Linked DNA regions of Urocitellus parryii: region 1 is linked to region 2. The links are chromatin contacts, called in public Hi-C maps. All regions are on one chromosome and are shown on one strand. The core of a region is the stretch at or near the end of the contact, and the rest is flanking DNA. Distances in the headings are between cores, read along the strand shown.

Region 1 (6,539 bases), core at 824-3,323, 240 kb before region 2:
AAAGTTACCATCTACCTCCAGGGTGGGCTTCCCACTAAGATGAGCATGGCACTCAAGGCCATTTCAAGGTAGTTACACAAATGAATGTTTAATTTTGAAAATTATGTATTTTCATGTGTATCAGAAAATGTATTGATTCAATTCATGAATTCTTGAATTGCTGACACTGAAACAAGCATTGAAATGTCTACCTCTAAAAAGTAAGTCACTTTCTAAGTAAAATGAGCCAGACTCCAAAAATCAAGGGTCTAATGTTTTTTTCTCATATGCAAAAGGTGGAGTACATGGAGTGGGGAGAGGATGTTGAACATCATAAAGATATAAGGAAGATCAATGGAATAGAAGAAGAAAATAGAGGAGGAGGAGGGATGGGAAAAGGCAGGAAATGCAGAATGAATTTTACAAAATTATGTACATGTATAAATATACCACAGTGAATTCCACCTTTATATTTATCTATAAAGCACCAATCAAAAATAAACAAATGAGCTGGGTGTGGAGGTGCATACCTGTAATCCCAGTGTCTCTGGAGGCTGAGGCTGAAGGGTCATGAATTTGAAGTCAGCCTCAGCAAAAGCAAGGCACTAAGCAACTCAGTGAGACCCTGTCTCTTAATAGAGTACGAAATAGGGCTGGGGACATGGCTCAGTGGTCCAGTGCCCCTGAGTTCAATCCTCGGTACCTCAAAAAAGTTAAAAAAAAAAAAAATGAATGAGTGAAAGGAAGACCAGTAGAGGGGAAGGGAGGAGGGCAAGGAGGTACCAGGAACTGAAATGAGTAAACCAAATTTCATGCTTATATGATTTTTGTCAAAATTAACCCAACTATTATGTATAACTATATGCACTAATAAAAAATTAAATTAAAAAGTGAATCACTTTAAAGGAAAAGATTGGCGGTCTAGGTAGTTAACTCTCATTTCTGTCTTACCCCTACTCCCCCTCTAGGGGTCTCTGTGGAGTCTTTCTAGAGAAGCTGTGAAGTGCATCCCACCCCCATTTCTTGGTCCAAGCTTATATTCCATCACCTTGCAGCAGCTCAGGGCCCTGCCTGACGGGATGGGAGGAAGCCACTGCCTGCATCTGGACTCTGCAGGGTTGCCCATGATGGGGAAGACTACCTGTTGCAGTGGGGAGGCCCTTCTTCATTACAGGGCAGGAGTGGGCACCCTCTTGCAACTGAGGATGAGACCTGAGGATCCCTTCCAGCATGTGGACGTTACCCCATCCTTTGATTCTTACCTTTTCTCCTGAAACGGCTGAAATGGCTGGCTCTGAGGTTTACAGGGACTTGTTGAGCCCTAACCAGCAGACAGCCCAGGACCCCAGTCACCTACTCAGATACCCTCTTATAGCCTTCTTACAGCTTACTCTCCCCAGCTGACCAGCTAGAGAGTCTCCTGACCCTCCACTCGCCTTCTGGCATAGAAAAGTCTGGCCCTTCCCTCTCAGAGCCTCAGTTACCTCATCTATAAATTATCTCTGATCTGTTCCAAGGTGAGGGACTGGCCAGTCTCTGCCATATGCCTGTTTCTCCTGGGACACTTTTTAATAGCCCTTTCTTCACAGTAGCTATTGTGCCATCTTCTAGAAGGAAGGGGGTGGAGATGTCTCTAAGGGATAGGAGAATTTGCCCATGGGCAAGAACACCTGTCACAGACAGGTTAGAGGTTATGCCACCATTGAGACTCCGCCTAATGATAGTCTTTAAAGGTGGGGGTAAGGCTTGGGAGGAGTGAATCTCAACTCTCTCAGACTCTTTATTAGGTCTGAGGCTCTGGACGCCCTGTCCCACACAGCAAGGTCCCACACAGCCCAGAGCAGCACTGGCTGGCCAGGGTTACCCAGCACCAGACTTCCGAGGGCTGGAGCTGGGGCCGCTCCAGAACAGGACTTTAGTCTCCAGGCTCCGATCCCTGCCGGTCTAGCCCCTCCGGATCTACCTCCCCCACCCAGGCTGCTGCGACAGGGAAAGTTTAGAACAAAAGGCAGCGGGGGGCGGGGCCGGGGCTGGGGCGGACTCGAGGGCGGGACAGAGGCTATAAGGGGCGGTGGCCCGGCGCGGCCCAGCAGGCCCAGCAGCCCCGGGGCGGATGGCACGGGCCGCCGGGTACCGAGGCGCGGACCCACGCGCGCTCCTGTTCCCGCTACTGCTGCTGCTGCTGCTTTTGCCGCCGCCGCTGCTGGCCCGGGCCAAGCCGCTGGTGAGTGCCCGTCACCGGCCTGCTGCTCATCCCCAAGGGAAGACCAGGCACGCGATGGGCTCACCGGCAGAGCTGGACTCATGGGGACGCCCTGGGTGGGCTGGCGCAGCCGGTACCTGAAATGCCTTCTGGGTCTCCGTGGGTATAATAATGAGCTTCACGTCCCTAGAGGTATGCAAGTGGAACCTGCGCCGGGATCGCTCAGGCTGGTGGGGCGGGAGTCGGCGCTGGACTCACGCCCCCTCCCAGCTTGGCGACCTGCTCCCAGCCGCAAATGCTGGGGTGTGTGTTGGGAGAGCAGCAAAGGGAGTGGTTACAGGGCCCCCTATTCATTCCAGGGACAAAGCCAGCAGGTCTCAGGCAGTTGTCAGCTTCCAGGTGTGTGGCCACTGAAAGCCGGCCTGCAGGTGTGCAGTGGAAAGAAGATACTGAAAGAGTTGGGGAGGGGAGAGACTTCTCTGGGGAAAATGGAGTGTGAGCCTGGAGAAGATGCCTCCCTCTGGTCACCTGCATGAGGCAGGTTTGGGAGAATTAGAAGTGACAGCGTGGGTGATCTTTCAATGGGGGTCAGAAAGAAAGGGGTACCATGAGAGATTGAGATCCTCAGAGAGTAATGGATGGGGAGAAAAAGGAAAAGTATGAAATATGTGTTTGGGAGAGAAGAAAATCCAGGTAAGAGAACAAAGCTGTGTAAAGAAAGTGGTGGTGGTGGTGTGTGTGTGGGGGGGGGGGGGGACAGGCAGGGCTTAGAGCCAGAGTCTGGACCACTTCAGACCCACAGGGCCCTAGGTATCTGGTGTACTGGCTGGGCAGCTGAGGCATCCAGATAGCTTGGCCAGAGATAAGAGCAGGAGGATGTGACAGGCAGGCATCCTGGGATTTAAGGCTTTGTCCAGCCACACTGGCTTTGCCTGGGCCAGTCTTGCCTGGTTCTGGCTATGAGAGTGGAAGGGCATGGAAAGATGGGGTACAATGGGTAGAGGGTAGATCTGTCTGGAGATCTTGCATCTTCCCCAGCCCTCCTCCGTCCCCTGGGTAGCAACTGAACCTATGGGTTCAAGAATTGGAGAGATTTGAACCATGTGATCCTGAGTCCTCTTCCCCTTCAGAACCTCACCCGCTCCATCTGTAATGGGGAAGGGGGTAGGAGGGGTAATAGTGCCTACTATTGAGGATTAAATGAGGTAATGTCAGGCACACTGAAGCCACTCTTGTCACCTGTAACTGTCACTGTGATGTTTGTGCAGAGGGTAGCATTGGGGTTGGGTGCCAGGTGGAGTCTGAGCTGGATTGTTGTCTATTGCTACTGACATACTTGGAGCATTTGGGGTCACCTCCAATGTGTTTTTCCCTAGGCTGCCTTCAGCAGGGCCAGGAGATTTCTGTAAATATTTATCTATCCCTGTTCCCAGCTTTCAGGGCTGATTAAAGCCCTGCCTGCAACTTAGTGGGACAAAGCTGCCTACCTTCCTAAAACCAGGAGAGAGGTGGGAAGATGGCCCATTAGGCAGAAGCAAAAAGAAGACGATCCTGCCTGTCAAGTGGCTGTGTGCCGTAGGCAGGTTGCTTGGCCTCTGGGACCCTCAGATGGGTCTGATGTTTCAGAGAATGGCCTGATACGCTTTCCTGTCTTCCTCACAGTGTAACACAGTGCTCTCTTCTCGAAATCACCTCTTACTGATAGCAGAAAACATAGCTGTGCTTAATTAAACCAATTAGAAAGCAAACTGGGGTCAAGAGAAGAACACAACTAACCTGGCCTTAACCAGTGGTTTCCTAGTCTGGGGTCCTCCCTTATCTCCCCTCCACCATTTTGTGGATTAGAAGTTGATCAGGCACTGTCCTTGAGTCTCTAAGCTCCACCAGAAGACTGGGTCAGCCAAGAAATTCCTTGAGTGTGTCTGAGGCTGTGGGTTGGTGGCTGTCAGAACAGAGAAGGGTGGGGCAGAGTGAGCCAAGCACCTAGCACAGGGAAGCCCAAAGGAGCTAAGAATGAGGGAATGCACTAGAAGCAGAAATTTCTCAGGTATGTGGGTTTGGGAGATAAGCCAAGAGCTGGGGGTAGGAGTTGGAAGTACTGGAAGGGAGAAGACATGAGTCCCGGTCTGAGACCAGCTCTTGCCTGATTTGCTTTGTGACTCTGAAAAAAAAGACCTTGACCTCTCTGGGCTCTGTTTCATCTTCCAAGAAAAGAGGTAAGGGCTTGTCCCCAAACTCCCCAAGGCTGTAGATAAGGCTGCAGGTGGTCTGTGCCCACCTTATGCTGGATGACAATAGTCCTGGAGGATAGAGAATTTGGGGAGAACAAATTCCCAAGTATGGGAGGGAAGGGCCTCAGAGGCAGAGAACGGGGCCAGATGCTGCAATGGATATTACAGAAGGATGTCACTTAGCTCTTTGGTGCCATCCCCCATTTGAGGGATGGGGAAGGCTAAAAGAAGACAGTGACTTGTTTAGGGTTGTCTGACCATGGTCTTGGTTCCTCATGAGAGAAGGAGTGGAAGGGACAGGGTATATGGGGTATATACATCAATTATTGTCCCTCTCTTCATGGCTAGCTATACCAGGCTTCACTGGGCAGCAGAGGAGAGAGATTTCTAGCATAAACTGAGCTGACAGGCTGAACTCTCGGGTTGTTAGAGGTTCTCAGGGAGGGCCCCCACACCCTGCTAGGCTTGACAGAAAGAATCTGTTTCTCCCCTAGATAGGCCAAATAGGAGCAGGTCCTTGCAGCTAGTCACACAGACCTGGGGTCCACATTTTCAGGGTGAGACCTTGGATTGGTATCATGCCCATCTTAGAGTGGAAGATTCAATGAGCCCATATGCAGAGTGCCTGGGAAATAGCAAGTACTTAATAATTTTCCATTTTTCTGTTACTAGGTGAGGTCAGCCAGGGTTCCTCCTCCAGGGGACAGATGATTCAACCCTCAAGAACAAAGCAGACAGCAAGGGAGGGAAGCCGATTGAGAGCACAGAGGGTCCACTCCCTGCCAGCTATTATCTGAGCAAGCTGCTCCATCTCCTTGTTTGAGAAATGGGGATGATGACAGTGGAGTTGATAAGAGTTCCACCAGGGACTAAGAGCAGGTCAGTGTAGTTATAGGCAGGGTACTGGTCCACCACAGTAATAAGTACTTATTAAAAGTAAGTCCAGAATCAGGCGAGACCTACCACTTTGGCTGTGTTGTACAAGGTAAATAAGTTCAAAACTTAATTACTTATTATTAATTGCTCACATCTAAAGTAGCTCCAAGTACCCCGGATGGTTGAGAAGGGCCTTTTTTTTTGATGGAGTGTCCTTGGGAGTTGAATCCTCAGCTCTGGAATGGGGAGCTTGAAAGGCTGGTACCCTGATCAGAGCTCTGGGTGCCTGGAGTGTGGGAGAGCTGCCAGAGGCTGAGGCTGAAGGCGGAGACTGAGTGGTCAGGCTCCCACCCCAAATATGGCTGTGGGGAGGCTGCAGTTGCTTCAGTCAGACAGGCCCAGACCAGACAGGTGCTGAACGTCTCAGTAAACAACACAGCTTCATCTTCTCCTCCAGCCCAGGAAGTAGACCTGTTTTTTATGCAGTGTTTGGAACCAGGCCCTGACATTTGGCCTGGGACACCAAGGTCTTCATTTAGCCACCATGCCCTTGCTGGGTGACCTTGCAGGGTCTCCCAGCCTCGAGTTTCTGCTTTTCTCATGCATGAGAACTGTGACTTCTGCAATGGGGACTCTCAGAGGGTGAGAGGATGCAGCTCAGGTCAAAATTGCCATCTGTGATCCTGGGGGTTTGACACAGATGGGGCTGGATATCTGGTATCTGGCTGCTTCCACCCTCCCTGCATGAAACGGGTAGGCAGATCACATATCTAGCTCCCACTGTGTGTCTCAACCTGGCAGAGTGTGAGCAAAACCAACTCTGCTAGGAATCAGACGTCAGGGGGGCTGGGAGTATAGCTCAGTGATAAAGCATATGAATGTGAGACCCTGAATTCAATCTCCATCACGCCCAGCAGAAAAAAAAAAAAAAAGGAAATCAGTCCTCAGTTACCAGGTGCCCTTACCAGGTATCCAGGCCTCTGGTAAGTACTCTATATCCATCATCTTATTTCACCTTTAGATCAACCCTGGAGAGGGGATTATCACCCCATTTGTCAGGTAAACAAATAAAGGCCACAGTGCAAGGATGCTGGGAGAGAGAGGAAGGGACATCCTGGGCATCCTGTTATTTGCATAACAGGACAAGGTGTGTGTCTTTGCTCAATTAACACCAGAAGAAAGGGAGATAGTAATCAGTTTGCTGGGTGAGGGAAGAGCATTGGGGGAAGCAGAAGGAGTTTGCCTAATAT
Region 2 (6,933 bases), core at 1,835-4,334:
CCAGGATATACAAAGAACTCAAAAAACTTAACACCAAACCAAACAAACAACAATGGGCAAAGGAACTAAACACTTTTTCAAAAGAAGAACTATGAAAGGTCAACAAGTATATGAAAAAATGTTCAATATCTCTAGCAACTAGATAAATGCAAATTAAAATTACAATGATATTTCATCTAACACTAGTTAGAATAGCAATTATCAAGAATATAAGTAGCAATAAATGTTGGTGAGGATGTGGGGAAAAGGGCACATTCATCCATTGTTGGTGGGACTGAAAATTGGTGCAGCCACTCTGGAAAGCAGTATGGAGACTTGGAGACTAGAGATGCCTCAAAAATCTCAGAGTGGAACCACCATTTCACCCAGTTATCCCATTTCTCAATATATATCCAAATGATTTTAAATCAGCATGCTGCAGGGACACAAACATATCAATGTTTACAGCAGCACAATTCACAAGAGCTAAGCTATGGAGCCAACCTTGGTGACTTTCGACAGATGAACGGATAAAGAAAATGTGGTATATATATCACAATTAGGTTGACCATAAAGAATAACTTTATGACATTTGGTGGTAAATGGGTGGTTCAGGAGACTATCATGCTAAGTGAAAGAAGCCAATCCCCCCAAACCAAAAGTCAAACATTTTCTCTGACATGTGGAAGCTGACCCACAATAAGTTGGGAGGGGACGGAGAATAGAAGTTCAGTGGAGTAGACATGTGGAGTGAATGGAACAGAAGGGAATGTGTAAAGGAAAGACAGTGGAGTGCATCTGACATAACTTTCCTATGTACATATATGAATATACCACAGTGACTCTCACCATCGTGTACATTCACAAGAAATTAATTTAAAAAAAATAATTATGGGTAAATAATAGAAAAATCAATGAGGGAAAGGGAGTAGGGGTAGAGGAGGGAAGGGAAAGGAAAGGTACTAGGGACTGACTGAATTAGAATAAAATATATTCCATGTTTTTATAATTATGTCAAAATCAACTCTATCATTGTATAACTAAAGAAAATACATGCATTAAAATTTAAAAAGGGACAACAAAAAATTGGAGAAACATAGGCCAAGGAATACAGTAAGGGTTTGCTTGAAGAGGAAATTGGCCATAAATAGATGCAAACAGGTTTACCCTCAGTCACCAGCAAGTAAGTACCCATGAGTCCAAGATGCACATACCACTTTTACCATGTGCATATATTTTTGAAATCCGTATTTTTAGCATTTCCTTAGTTCATGGCACATTGTGGGCCCTGTGTGTATGAGGGAACATGACACGAGCATGCTTATACCCTATTGCAGATAGGATACCACCTTTCTGGAGGACCATTTGACATTAAGTAGATTTCCTCACTGCCCCTAAAATATAAGTCATTGCACTTAGCACTGAAAATCTTCCCCTATTCCTAAAAGCCTCCCTGACTCATAACTGCATTCATTTCAGAGGCCTGTCTCATGCTGTTTCCTCCCCACCTTCTCTGTCAGATATCATCCTGTTCTTTTGGCATTTGGCACCATGTTGCTTCTCCAGAGAGACATCCCTCACCTCCCTATCCCCAGGCAAGGACAGCTAACTCTCTGAGGTCTTCAGCTCCAATGTTTCCCTCCTTCAGTCCTGGCAGGGAGCAAGCTTCTTGCCCCCTAGGCTATAGCACGTGCCACAAGTATTGGTTGACCCTGCATAGAGATGTCTGATCAGGGATGGCCTTGATCTCTTAGGTCTCTGGCTTTCTGAGGAGTCATTATCTGTTTTCCATAGGCAGGTTGCAAGGCTGTTTCATGAACTTCCTTGCAGGGAGGGAAGTCCCTGGTTTTGGAAGTCCTGTTCATGGCCCTGAAGGTACTGCTAAGCAGACTTGCTTTCTCTTGCCTACTCCTAATCCTGACCATTGTCTTCTCTGTTTTCAACTCTGGATCCAAGACTTGTCACCTGTTCTTGCCATTTCCTCCAGATTGTCATATACCTAACTGACTTATATCCCAGACCCTCTGATAATCTGGTGTCTAATAAACTGTTGAAGGGACAGGAAAGGTCAAGACAGAGGCCCACCCCATCCCCGGACTTTCCATGGAGAGTACTTTATTATGCACACTTATATAGTAATTTATATGCATAATTGAAATTGCAACTATACACCCACATAATTTTAATTGTATTTGAAATTTCCTATTAAAATTACTTTCCAACACTGATAATCATTTTGAACCAACCCACTGATTTGAGTTATAATATCTATCCTTTGCTACCCCCTAGTGGAATGTGGCTCAGCATTAGGAGTAAGAGTCTATAAAAGGCAGATGTCTATGGGGACCAGGCAGGGATGGTATAACCTAGTTTCTTTCCCAGCCCCATCGCACCTGCTTGTGTCACCTTGTCTCAGATTTCCATACTGAATGTGAAGATATGTGACTTTGAAAAGGTAACAACTCGTTTTAAAAAAATGTCAAACCTCCGTGACACTGGAGATTATGGTCAACTTATGATAGATCTCTACAGGTAGGGGTGTGTGTGTGTGTGTGTGTGTGTGTGTGTGTGTGTGTGTTTTAGTTTTTTAGTTGTAGTTGAACACAATATCTATTTATTTTTATGTGGTGCTGGGGATCGAACCCAGGGCCTCGCACGTGCTAGGGGAGCACTCTACCGCTGAGCCACAACCCCGCGGTCTGTGTGTGTGTGTGTGTGTGTGTGTGTGTGTGTTTTGAGACCCCTCTCTAAGTACAGGGTTAGGAACCGTGATCCTATGCACCTGAACCGGAAAGTCCCAGGAAAGAGAAAACCACCATCAGCCTGTGGCAGCAGGTGGGCGTGTCCTTGACGTAGCTGGAGTTCTTGCAGCGTGCTGGGCTACCTGACTTACAGGAATCAACCTGCTCACCTGTATGTGTCGGCTGAGACAGGAATTTAAGTAGAATGGGCAGCCAATCCGGGATCGATGAATCTCTGGCCAGCCAACGATGAGCCTAGTTGCTGTGACGCCTCGTCCCTGCTCTCTATTTTATTTACCCTGGAGAAGTTCGAACTCCACTCAGCGCATCTTTCCGCCTCTTGATCTCCTTCTCCTGAGGAACATGCCCACGATTGAGCTGGACACCAACTTGCCGTTCAATCGCGTGCCCGTGGGTCTGGAGAAGCGGCTCTGCGCGACCGCTGCCACCATTCTGGGCAAACCTGAGAACGTGAGCGAGGGTTGGAGCAGGTTCGAGGGAAGGTTGGCAGACTAGGGGTCAGGGTCTGTCCACTCTTCGCCTCCTCACAGTGATTACGACTCTTCTCCTCAGGGACCCTTCATTGCCTGCCAACCTCTGACCTACCATGCCCATGAACCCGTGGGTCCCTCTTCTCATTGTCGCTTTTTTCCTTCTTTGTTCCTTACCCCGACAAGAATCCAGGCCCTTGCCTAGAGTACTAACCCCAAACACTCTCCGCATCTCGGCTTTCGAACGCCCAGGTCCCCAGCTCTAGTCCAGTTGCCTCAGATTCAGGTGAAACTTCCGTGTCCCCTGTAGCGTGTGAACGTGACGGTGCGAGCCGGTCTTACCATGGCGCTGTGTGGATCTACAGAGCCCTGTGCCCAGCTGATTGTCTCCTCCATTGGCGTGGTGGGCACTGCAGAGGAGAACCGCGGCCACAGCGCCAGTTTCTTCGAGTTCCTTACCAAGGAGCTGGCCCTAGGCCAGGACAGGTGTGTTGTGGTAATGAAAGAACCCATTTAGAACTGCTTGCAACCTGAGGCAGTGATAGGGGCCCTGCATAAAGAGGGGGGAAATTACATTCCTTGCCTTGCCCAGGAGTCCTGAGCCTCTTCACCCCTCCTTCCTGTTGGTGGGTCTGTGTTCACCGTGATGGTAAGATGGGATGAATTTCTGGGTATGCAGTGGTTCTTGCTGTTGATCAATCAAATTCAGAAATTGTTAAAAAAAAAATGTTATTTGTAATCCTAAGAATTGAAACTGGGAAGACAGCTTTGAACCAGTTTTCTGAGGCAGGCAGGGAAAGTTGAATTTTATATGGGCAAGCTATGTTCCATGTTTACAGAGCAGTAAAAATTCCTTTGTAGGAATCTTCTTTGAGAGAGAACAGGTATGTCTGAATAGTTAGAAGATAAAGAAAGAAAATGCATATTTAGTAAAAAATATCCATAAAATGAATCCAATAATCTCTTTTTTTAAAATTTATTTTTCAGTTGTAGTGGGACACAATACCTTTATTTATTTATTTTTATGTGGTGCTGAGGATCGAACCCAGGGCCTCGATGAGCTATAACCCCAGCCCCCCCAATAATCTCTTAATATGCATTTTAAATCTCTGGACACAGTGGAATTTTCCTGTGGTTCAGGGTTCAGATCATTTCAGATATCCACAATCAAAGGGTGGAGGCAACCTAACTTCCAATTTTTGATAATGACTTCAAAAGTACACAAGTCCTGCTTCCTTTAATGAACTACTGAAACCATTTTGGAAAGCTCTTGTTGTTCATTACATTGTGCTTTATTTTCACACTGTGAGACCTCAGAAGGCATGGATGCTAGGACCACAGTGTTTCCATCTGTCCACTTGGAAGTCTTTTAACTACTCCTTAGGAGGCACTGCAACGGTCATTGAGATGGCCTATACCCTGCACCTGCCTTGGCACCAGGCAAAGTAGGAGGACATTATTACCTTGAAGAAGTCAGGGAGTCTGATTCTCTTAGAAAAAAAGTATTTTCTAGGCTGATCAGAAGAAAATCTGGGTATGTCCTAAGACTATGGAACATCAGCCCCACCAGGTCCCAAGTAAAATTGGGGGAGGTGTGATAGAGTAGTGAAAAGAGCACTGATCTAGATGTCTAGACACCCTGTTTTGGGTCCCTCAAAGGTGAGGGATCCAAGACAAAACTGGAAATGAACCATCTCCACTTTCTAGCCTCCTCTTCTGTGAGCAGAAAGGGGAAGGTTAAATGACCTTTCTTCCCCACAAGAAGGCCCTACCACCCAAACCTGGAACACTGTGATAAGGTTAAGATTTCCTGCTGAGTGAAAAATATTCCCAAGCCAAGTCTATGTCTGTGAGGAACTAAGGGCATGAGAAACTTGAAAGGACCTTCCAAAATGAAGCCCTTGTTGACTCAGGGAGGCTGGTGAGGAACAGCTGCTCCTGGTGGGTGTTTAAATTCTCAAACTGGGGAGAGAGAATAACTCTAACAATAAATTATGCATTAATGCCTACCGTGTGCCAGGAACTCAACACATATGATCCCATTTCATCTGTACAAGCCCTGACCCCTTAGTGAAGACCTGCCATCCCATGAGATAGATGACTGCATTTTGCTGACTTGGCAGATGGGGAAACTGAGGCTGTCACCTGCTGCCAACCACCCATCCCCTGTCAACCTGTCTCCATCCCTGATGCTGTTCACCAAGAATTTCCTGTCATCTCTGTGAAAGGGGCACATTCAGTTATTCCACAGACTTTATGGTCACCCTGTGCCTGACCCTGAGTCAGACTTTGAGAAAAGAGAAGTGCCTGATGCCTTGAGCATACCCCATGCAGCCTGCATTTAGGAGGGAAGACTGTCCCTCTGAGCCCACAGACTGGCAGACTCAAATGAGCACATAGCATACCCACTAAGGCCATGGTATTGTGTCTCTCTTGGGTGGGCCATGCTGATGTGCAGCCATCGTCTTGTACTTGATAGTCCCATTATCCTGTTTGAGACCAGGAGAAGATCATTAACTTGGATGAGCAGGCTGGTAAATACTTCATGGACTGATGAGGGAGCACCTGGTAGGTGTCTTGCAAAGTGAATTTTTTTTTTTTGCCAAGAAGCTGACATCCTTTTCTCTGTTTCCCAAAGGATAATTATCCGCTTTTACCCCTTGGAGCCCTGGCAAATTGGCAAGGATGGGACAGTTGTGACATTTTTATGATTGGTACTAAGGATCTAGAGCACCTGCAAGCTTGCTGTCCCTTCCATGAAATCATCCTGGCAGCCAAGGCCTAGTGGATACCAGCTTTGGAAACCCTTCATACAAAAATGCTGCTGACCTCACAATCCTTCTCTTCTCCATGTCATGCCAAATAAATGAAGAGGTCATTCAAACATGAGTTCTTTACCTCCCTACTTCCCTCCCTGGCAACCCTTGGCTTCCCTAGGCAGGTGATTTGTTTTATAAGGAGGGGTACTTAGGGAACATGGAGGTAGGATGTTTCCTGTCTTCAGGGCTGCTGTTTAAAATATTTACAGTGCTGAAATCTGTGGGTGGGTGTCTCAGCCTCCAGGTTCTCTTCTCTATACCCATGTGCAAATAAGTGGAGACATGGATGCAGCTAATTTGTCCTGAAACTTCCAGTATACTCTGCCGATATCCTGAGGTTCTTGTTCTCTGCTTGGGGTAGCCTGGGCTGTTCCCTGTCCACCAAAGCCCTGTTCAGTTGGGGGACAGGGCTGGCTGGACTTCTGAAAGCTTCTCTAGTCATTCTAAAAAGGTGACACTCTCTATTAAGGTCTGGCTAAGAATTAGCTGAAGGAATGCACTTTGTGAATCATGTCCCAACATGCCAACTGGAAATTCAATATCTGCCACTGGAAACTGAATGAATGTCCCTTTCCCCCATCAACATACCATGTTATGCCTTTGCATTTCAGAGTGTGTACAGGCAAGTAGAGAAACCCAAAGGAAGTCTCCATCTAAGTAGCTTTCCAGATGTTCCATGCACTGGTGGATGCTATTTCCCTGAACAGTTAAATGTTTGGTGATCCTTTTGTGAAATATCAAATTGAAACTTATTCTGTGCAGTCTACATGTTAGTAAGGGGGGAATATGACTGCCCTTGCTGTATTTGTACCTAAACACTGCTGAAGCCTCTCATTTAAAACTACATCTTGCAGTTCCTTCCCCTGGCTTGTCCCAGTTGTTTCTGCATACCTTTCTTCTGCC

What was found. Hi-C and Micro-C count contacts between places; a contact is called where the count stands out from the background.
Region 1: a contact with region 2 is called in a Hi-C map of liver, with 5 times the contacts expected there. The contact joins the promoter of Mmp11 here to the promoter of LOC113199544 in region 2. A contact is called at or near these places in 2 of 2 Hi-C or Micro-C datasets (liver and muscle).

What each region holds. Positions count from the first base shown.
Region 1 is chr3:154,744,012-154,750,550 of mUroPar1.hap1, reverse strand. Mmp11 (matrix metallopeptidase 11) reads left to right here and starts at 2,073. Exons shown (of 8, transcript XM_026381246.2): 1 at 2,073-2,203. The coding sequence starts at 2,093.
Region 2 is chr3:154,506,792-154,513,724 of mUroPar1.hap1, reverse strand. It overlaps LOC113199544 (D-dopachrome decarboxylase-like), which reads left to right and starts at 3,084. Exons shown (of 3, transcript XM_026412553.2): 1 at 3,084-3,191; 2 at 3,522-3,697; 3 at 5,850-5,922. The coding sequence starts at 3,084. The coding sequence ends at 5,922.